Linked DNA regions of Mus musculus: region 1 is linked to region 2. Evidence: chromatin contacts called from public promoter capture Hi-C data. All regions are on one chromosome and are shown on one strand. Each heading gives the region's core, a stretch centred on a gene start, on an enhancer-like site or on the middle of the called end of the contact. The rest is flanking DNA. Distances are from core to core; before and after follow the strand shown. Region 1 holds the start of Prokr1 (prokineticin receptor 1). Region 2 overlaps Gfpt1 (glutamine fructose-6-phosphate transaminase 1).

Region 1 (4,728 bases), core at 1,745-4,244, 520 kb before region 2:
CGTATATGTGTGTATGATATATATTTATATGATATATACATTAAAGTATTTATATGGAAAGAGAGCCATTCTATTAGTTTTATTCCTCCAGAGAACCATGACTAATACAGATTGTGTGATAACAGGAGTGGGGTGAGTCTTCCCACCTCAAGTGATCTGGATTCAAGGTGGGTCTTCCTAGCTCAAACGATCCAATTAGCTAAAAGCCCCTCACAGTTGTGTCCAGAGACTTGGGTTTTTTGTTAATTCCTGATATAGCCAAGTTGACAACCAAGAATAGCCATCCCAGCTGTCTCTGCCCATTGGTAGCCACATGGTGATACACCAAGTCCCAGACGCCAGGTATGGAGATGCAAAGTTTGGTGTTTGCTCTGCCGGAGTTTCAGTATTGCTTTATCATTCTTTACTGTCCCTCTTTGGGAATGGATATGTTTACCCTATGCCGTTGTAAATTAGAGCTATACAACTTAAACAACAAAAACAGGAGCTCAGGAGCTCACACTAAAGGGATTGCCCAGGTCTTAGAAGAGACTGTTAGAGACTATGAGGACTTCTGAAGTTGGGGTGGTGAATACATTTTGTTTTATGAGATGGCCACGAACCTTTCCTCTTTTTTTTTTTTTTATTTATTTTTTCCTTTTGGTTTTTCGAGTCAGGGTTTCTCTGTGTAGTCCTGGCTGTCCTGGAACTCACTCTGTAGACCAGGCTGGCCTCGAACTCAAAAATCTGCCTGCCTCTGCCTCCCGAGTGCTGGGATTAAAGGTGTGCGCCACCACCACCTGGCAGCCATGAACCTTTGAGAACCAAGCATGGAGTATTGAAATTTTAAAGTGATATAATTGGGCATCAAGTTGGGTGGTCTTCTGCTGGTTACTCACTCTTGCTGTTATCCTGATGGAATTTAGAATTATCTAAGAGACAAACCTCTGGGCATGCCAATGAGGATGTTTTTAGGAAGGTTTAACTGAGGAAAGAAGACTAGTCCTGAATGTACACACCACCATTCCACAGGCTGAGGACTCCGAGGAGTGACTAGGAGAAACTAGCTGGGCACTAGTGTTTATCTCTGTCTGCTTCCTAACTGCAGATGCAGCTCAACTGGCCGCCCCACACTCCAGTGGCCACACCGTCCCTGCTATGGTGGATTGCATCCTTTTTTTTTCTTTTTCTTTTTCTTTTTTAGTGCTATTTGTTTTATTTTTTCTTTCTTTTTTAATTTATTTTTTATTAGATATTTTCTTTATGTACATTTCAAATGCTATCTCGAAAGTTCCCTATACCCTCCCTCCGCCCTGCTCCCCTTCCCACCCACTCCCACTTCTTGGCCCCGGCGTTCCCCTGTACTGGGGCATATAAAGTTTGCAAGTCCAATGGGCCTCTCTTCCCAGTGATGGCCAACTAGGCCATCTTCTGCTACATATGCAGCTAGAGACACAAGCTCTGGGAGTACTGGTTAGTTCATATTGTTGTTCCACCTATAGGGTTGCAGACCCCTTCAGCTCCTTGGGTGCTTTCTCTAGCTTCTCCATTGGGGGCCCTGTGTTCCATCTTATCGATGACTGTGAACATCCACTTCTGTATTTGCCAGGCACTGGCATAGCCTCATACGAGACAGCTATAACAGGGTCCCTTCAGCAAAATCTTTCTGGCATATGCAATAGTGTCTGGGTTTGGTGGCTGATTATGGGATGGATCCCCGGGTGGGGTAGTCTCTGGATAGTCCATCCTTTCGTCTTAGCTCCAAACTTTGTCGATGTAACTCCTTTCATGGGTATTTTGTTCCCTAATCTAAGGAGGAATGACGTATCCACTCATTGGTCTTCCCTCTTCTTGATTTTCTTGTGTTTTGATTGCATCCTTTCTTAACCTCACCCTTACTTTGACAAGCCGGTTTTGTCCAGTGTTGGTTACAGCAATGAGGAAAATAATTAATACACGTGGCTTCAGGGCTGCCCACACTGTAACAGAATTTGCAAACATCTCTTTGAGGCCCTGTATTTATTTGATTTTTTTGAGACCCTGTATTTATTTGATTTTTTTGAGACCCTGTATTTATTTGATTTTAAGGAATTACCTGGAGTGGAGATGCTGGGTGGTAGGGAAAGCCTTTTTTTTTTTTTTTTTTTTTTCTTTTGAGGAAGCATTGTACTATTTCCCACAGCTGCCACGCCATTTTACACCTCTGCCACTGCACACGAGAGTTATACCTGTTACAGTTCACACACATTGAAGGCTTAGTAAACTGCGAAGATATGCACACACTCCTTTGTTTTCTTTGTATCAGTTGATTGACATTGTGTTGCTTCTGCCCTTTGATGACAGTGACTAGAGCTGCTGTGGGGATCGGTGTACACATACCTAAATTCCTGCTTTCAATTTTTTTTCCAGTCGTGTATTTTAGATGGGATTGCTGGCTGCATGGTGATTCCTATTTAACACTTGGAAACCTGGTCATGCTGCTGAGCAGACATGGCATAGAGGCTTCCTTCCTGAATCCATTCTCCAGAAATCCCTAAGAGCTTACCACAGAGGCCAGGCAGCAGACAATGCTCTCAGCTGAGGGCTGCAGAGATAAGCCCAGGGGTGAGGTCTGAGCGCTCCCAGCCAGGGAGAACAGCAGGGGAAGGGATTCTCTGTCCTTTGAAGGCGCCAAGCTCCCGTGACCAGTCCGCCCACTCGGGCGGCAATGGGCCAGTGAACTCGAGGTGCCAGGGGCTCAAGAAAGGCAGAGCCTGGTCACACCATGCAGGGTCGCCTTAGAGTTGGTGCTCAGGCGACACACGGAGCCACACATTCTGCATCCTGACACTTCAGCATCCTCAGTTCCACTCGACTTAGGGACCTGTCCCCAGAGTGAGGGATAGAGAGTGAAAGATGGGAACAGAAGGGAGAGGAAAGTGGAGAGACAGCAGGAGGGAGATCACTGAATATGGGCGGGAACATCGGGGCGGGGCGGAGACAGCGTGCTGTGGGCGGGGCTGGCTGGCCTTAGCCTCTGCTCAGTGTGTCCGTCCGCCGAAGTAGTAGGAGGCCAGCTGCCACTCGAGCACGGAAAGACCCTCAGAAGACAGAGGTGCTCCTAGCCCTTGCTGCAGAGCTCCGGAGGAGCGTCTGAGATCCTCGCTCTGGTTCGCAGGTACCGACAGCCCCGGAGACGCTCTGAGAACCACGTGTAGAGGGTGGACGGAGCCTAGACTGCCCGCTCACAGCCTTAGGTGAATGAAGAGGGTCCTTGGGGACTGCAGCCCCAGCAGCAGAGGACATAAGGTAGTGGGCTGCTCCCCAGGGCGAGAACAATTCCAGGAAAGACCAGGGGACAAGTCCTCCAACCGTCTCTCTCTCCTAGGCGATTCTGGACCGTTTCTTTAAATCCTAACTTTGAGCCGAGCTGGCAGCATGCTTGTAGAGGTACCCCTCAGAAGGGATGAGCCTGGGCTCCGGGCAGCGTCTGCTGGCCTCTCAGCTCTGCCTTCTGCCTCTTATCTAATGGGAGCAGAGCTGGGGGGGGGGGGGGGGGCTGAGCTGACCAGGAGAGAAGGGCAAAGCCTACGAAAGAACTGTGAGAGGGCTCAGGTGGGACGAACCTCCTGGGGTGCGGAGGGACTTCAGCCCTGCCCCCTTATCACTGGGCAGCAGGCTTTTGGGGCAAATCTTGGGGACAACTTACTTCCTCCCTTTCCCAGGATCTCAGATTGAGCAATTTTATTTCCTTCTGACATTTAGGGTGTACTCCAGACCCCGATCTTCTCCCATATCCAGTTCCCTGGCCTGATGCCTTGGGAGAGGTGTAAGGAAAAGTCAGGAGGGAGATTCACTACTGACAGACCCTCTCTCCCCATCCCTGCCCTGCGGGATGCTGGTCTTTAGTCCAGGATTCCCTCCCTTCCTTGCAGCTGGCCTGGAGGCCTGAGCACTGACTTGGGTGGTTCTGGGGCATAGCACTCACTGCCTCTCCAACAGCTCTGATCTTTACAGACAGTATCGATCTGCCTGGAGGATGTTAAAACCCTGCGTGTTTAAACTGAAAACCGTGCGTGTTTAAGCTGTTAACCTGAGGACACACCTCTCACCAAGGGGTTTTGCTCTCAGGTTTCCCTTCTAGCCCTCTGGGTTAAGTGACAGCTTGTGACTGTGACCTTCGACTAGGACGAGCCTTGGCACATAGTGTGCCAAGCTTGTAGAGCCACAGCAGGTTTTTGACAGGGACACAGGAAGCTTGCAGAAGCCTTCCAGTAGGAGGGCTCTGTAAACGGAGGCTCCAGGTTCGGTTCTCTGTGTTCAGGGCTCTGTGAATTTGCAGTTGTGCTATGCTGAGCCCCAAGACGAGTCCTTTCTTTCCAGCTGTGGGAAGCAGCTATTGCTACCTCAGAATGGGGCTGTCCACAAGGACAAAGTTCAGGTGTTCACACAGGGATTGGGGTTTAGGACAGGCCTCCTCTGCGTTCCACCGTCTCACCCTCGCAGCTTGAGGAAGAGCATAGCTTTTTGGTTTTCATTGGAGTGGAAATAAATGGAGCTGGAGCCTGTCTTCCCGGCCCTCCAGCCTTCCCCGGCTGAGTGGATATGTGGTTTGCATTCTCCTGGGTTCTCTCACTGGCCCTTTCTTCCACTCCATTATCTGTGTGTGCCGTGAGCAGGTGGCTAATGGGTCTGCATAGGTTTCAGGATGATTTTAAACTCATCCAAAGTTCCCTCCAACATGTAACCAATTGTGTGTATGTCTTTCGA
Region 2 (4,373 bases), core at 1,412-3,911:
AAAATCTACATTTCAGCTATGTGGAAAGTATAGTAATACCAAGGCTCTCAAAACAAAAAACTCAAAAATTTTTAACAAGAATTATATATTTTCCTACAAAAAGTTTTCCATAAGACTTTATAGATTAAAGCCTAAACCACTGACAAATATCTTATTAGAGAATCAACAAAAAATGTTAAGCTTAAGCAGAAAAAAAACTAAACTTTCAAAATTATAAAAAGCAACATATTTGTGGAGAGTAATCTTTTATATCAATACAGCTTGCAAAGAGTTGGATATTTCTTACATTTATTCATATCTCAACTTCAAAGAGCAAAGCAGACTTATACACCTTTAAAACAAAAGTATTTTTAAGCTTCTACAGATGCACTATCTAAACAGAAACAGATGTATAAGTTTTAATGCTGGCCTGGAGAGATGGCTCAGCACTGGTTACTCTTACAGAGGTCCTGAGGTCAATTCCCAGCAACCACATGGTGGCTCACAACCATCTGTAATGTGATCTTATGCCCTCTTCTGCTGTGTCTGAGGACAGTGAAGGTGTATTCATATACATAAATAAGTTTTATTTATTTGACTGTGTGGGGAAGGGAGAGACGGGCATTGTGAGTAAGCATGCATGTATCCACACATGAGCTGTGAGTGCACACACATGTATGCACACATTAACTGTGAGTGCACATACATGTATCCGTGCAGATGCACAGGAGAGCAGGCCATCGGGTGTCCTGCTCTATCAATCTCTGTCGTGTTCCCTAAGACACAGTCACTCACTGAACCTGGAGCTAAGTTGATGACTAACAAGCCCCAGGGATTCCTCCTGCTCTCCTCCCTAAGAGAAGAGAGTACAGTAACTGCCCCACAGATCAGAGTCTCTTACCAACAGTATGGTTAAGTAACTTCCATGGAAGAAACCAAAAATTTACCTTTGTACTGGCCACGCCAATCTCAGGACCAGCATTAATATGAACCCCGCAATCTGTCTCCCTTGATATAGAACTGCCGACTGTATTTGTGATCCCCACAGTTAAGGCTCCTCTCTCCTTACAGTAACGAAGTCCCATCAGGGTGTCAGCTGTCTCGCCTGTGTAAAATGGACAACAGTAACAGAGAGCAGTTTCAGAGGATGCAGTTTCATACACGAAAAACCAACCGACTGCCATGCTTTTAATACTATCACTTGTTTTAAATAAAGCATAAGGCATGCTCTTATTAAACTTATAAGACATAGCCAGGCATGGGGCACACACCTTAAATCCTAGGGCTTGGGTTGAAGAGGCAGGCATATCACTGAGTTGGAAGCCAGCCTGGTCTACCTAGCTAAGTTCAGGCCAGCCAAGGCTACATAGTGATACCCTGTCTCAAACAACAACAAAACCTAGGATTTCTAGGATCAGTTTTTGTTTCTTATCTGAAAATTAAACTCTATAAGCTATATGTAAAAAAAGATGTTCATTTTTACTAAGTCTTAAAGAATGTATTAGTACAAGCGAAGACAATCGGTATTTACCAGGCCATCTGAAATGCCAGTTTAAGTGTCAGGGTTTTTTGGGTTTTTTGGTTTTTTTTTGTTTTGTTTTTTTCAAGACAGGGTTTCTCTGTGTAGTCCTGGCTGTCCTGGAACTCACTCTGTAGACCAGGCTGGCCTCAAACTCAGAAATCTGCCTGCCTGGGATTAAAGGTGTGAGCCACCACACCCTGCTAAGTGTCAGTTTAAAAGATAGGGTTGGCTTATTAGGAAACTTGACTTAAAATAACTTTTTCCCCTTCAAGTTTAAAATGAACACACCTGATTGACTAATGAAAAAGCAAACATCATCTCGAAAGACTGGAGTGTTTCTATCCAAGAAGTCACTGGCAAGCTCCACCATCACGGGCAGCTCGGTCAGCTCCTCCAGGACCTGACGGGTCTACAGGGAAAAGAACACACTCTGCCTTAGGACATCCTTTTTCACTGAACTTCTTTGGTCTCCACTTTTCTAATTACAAAGTGAGCACACAGACGAGAGGGTAGCTCCGTGGTGAGCACTGGCCTAGCTCACTTAAGGCCCTAGGCCCCACCACAGCACTGCCACAGAAAAACAAGGCATACATTTGGAAACCACTAAGAAACACAAATTAAAGAAAAAAATTAATGCATTCACCACCCTACTACTAAGAGATACGCACTGCTAACTTTCAGTGCAACTCTTTGAGAAAAACTACCAATGTGGATGCTCTATTTTGTTTAACACTAGACTGATCTGGAACTCAGTACAGAGCCAGCTGACCTCAGATCTGCAGTAAGTGCCTGTCCCAGCCTCCTGAGTGCTGGGATTGCAGGTGTCAGCCATAATTCTAAGCTCTATGAAAACATGCTTATAAGCAAATATATCCACAAATATGAAACATTTGAGCAGAAAAAGCACTGTTCTGAGTCAACTTGTGTATCACTAATTCTCTAATTCTAAACATATAAAATTAAAGTTAAATTGTAATAATGTACATACTCAGTGAAATTTAAAAATGTACTATATGTATAAATAATACTATTTCAAAAATGTGAATACATTTAAGAAGTTCTGTTTAGGGCAGCTCCTTGTTGTCAACTTTGGAGCAATGGAGCATGGTGTGAAAGAGGAAGCAACACGCTTGTGTTCAAAGGGAATTCCCAAGCCTTTTACTAAGTCGCATTCTCACTAAGTTCCTTTTATTCTAAAGGTCAGAAAATTACAAACAACAGAAAGCAAACCTTCAGGCACCAGTCTTTTTTCAGCCCTACAGATGTACAGGCACATGGTGGAACTTTAGTGCTGATAACAGACATTTTCTTCCTGTCAGCAGCAGCCTTTCACCTGTTCCTCAGGCCAGCCAGCCCTGCCCTGCCTGTCACTAGCCCCCTCCTTTATAGCACATTCCTCCTCTACAGCAACAAAACCACAAAGGCTGGAGCAAGAGAGCAGCTGCAGAGGACTGAGTTTGTCTCCCAACACCTGTGACTGAGGGCTCACAACCATGCATTCTCCAGCTCCAAGGAACCCTACACGCTCACACACACACACACACACACACACACACACACACACACACACACACACACACACAGCAAAAGAGAGTTAAGAGTGGGAGGGAAGAAAGAGAGAGAGAGAGAAAGGGGGAACACACACACACACACAGCAAAAGAGAGTTAAGAGTGGGAGGGAAGAAAGAGAGAGAGAGAAAGGGGGAAATTTAAACCAAAAACCCCTGCAAAGTTGTCTGTATTCCACAGCTCTTACACTTTTGCTTGCCCACAAACAGAATTGTTCTTCTGTGTTTGGTCCCACAATGATTCTAGTTTAGTAGTTTTTAAGCAATATGACAGCAACATAAATGCCAAGTATTTGAAAATTAAATGTTCCAATTTTTAATTACTTTTCTGTTGGTCTAATTTATTTGTAACTATTTCTAAGTCAGTTACTGACACTAGCAAGCTAGATGTCTTCCTTCAAATAAATGAAAATAAAAAAATTTCCCCCTAGATTACAAATGCATTATATTGGCATTTATCTTCAAACAAACAAACCTAACAACCTACCAGATATTTAAAAATAATGTAACCCAAAAGTATCTCATACTAATGTGTTGATGAGAAATACTTTACAAATAGTTAAATATTTTCATCCTAACCTAAAAAGATAACTATTTATGCTGCAAATGCCATTCTATGACCCGAAAGCCCACGAGGCAGTTAAACTCTGGAAAGCGTGCTGGTTTCAGACCAACTTGAGCGTAGGCAGTTGTTACTAATCGGGTACAGACACACTGAAAGAAGACATGTGCCTGTCACTCGCTCTTGACTATATCATGAAAGTAAACATTCAGTCTAGGATGAGTAGAATAAACAGCACTATTTCATAGGCTACTCACAAGAGATTTCTTACGTGCTTTCATTAATTTTGGCACATAGATCCCTTATGAAATCTCTCCCTTAGAGAAGACAAATGATTCAGAGAATTCTAACATAGCAATATTTTATACTCAAATTGAGGATCAGAGCTGAATGCAGCAGGAATCAAATGCTTTCTTCTGAGTAGGAAACCTGGTCACAAATGGACGTTACAGAGTTGACCTCATCCACACCTTCCTTAAGCTCTCACTAGCGTCTTTAACTTACTCTCTCTTCACGCTTATGAAATGCCGCCTTCTCAGACCAAGAAGTGTTTGGGGAGAGGATCTCTGGAAAAGCACAGCTTGCTGACATGTGAAGCTGGTAACCAGATATTTCACACATTCAATAAATGATTGGTGTGGTGGCCCTCGCCTACAGAGGCAAGGGGATGTGATTCCCAGGCCATCCTGGTCTACAAAGTGAATTCCAGGTCACCCAGGACAGCCAGGGTTACACAGAGAAA

What was found. Promoter capture Hi-C pulls out the DNA fragments that hold promoters and counts their contacts.
Region 1: a contact with region 2 is called in a promoter capture Hi-C map of pre-B cells, with 2.3 times the contacts expected there. The contact joins the promoter of Prokr1 here to the enhancer-like site in region 2. A contact is called at or near these places in 5 of 39 promoter capture datasets (cranial neural crest, hippocampal neurons, liver and 2 more), 1 of 115 datasets of contacts at active chromatin or transcription factors (pancreatic cancer cells) and 1 of 9 other capture datasets (liver).

What each region holds. Positions count from the first base shown.
Region 1 is chr6:87,589,009-87,593,736 of GRCm38.p6, reverse strand. Prokr1 (prokineticin receptor 1) reads left to right here and starts at 2,994. Exons shown (of 3, transcript NM_021381.4): 1 at 2,994-3,136.
Region 2 is chr6:87,073,794-87,078,166 of GRCm38.p6, reverse strand. Gfpt1 (glutamine fructose-6-phosphate transaminase 1) reads right to left here. Exons shown (of 19, transcript NM_013528.3): 13 at 1,790-1,910; 14 at 927-1,084. Among named protein-coding and RNA genes, the nearest start is that of D6Ertd527e, 29 kb to the left of the region's middle. Within about 2 kb of position 2,661, at least 74 of the 459 cell types and tissues checked have an H3K27ac peak or open chromatin away from gene starts, as enhancers often do. A contact at or near this core is called in pre-B cells, where this site is marked.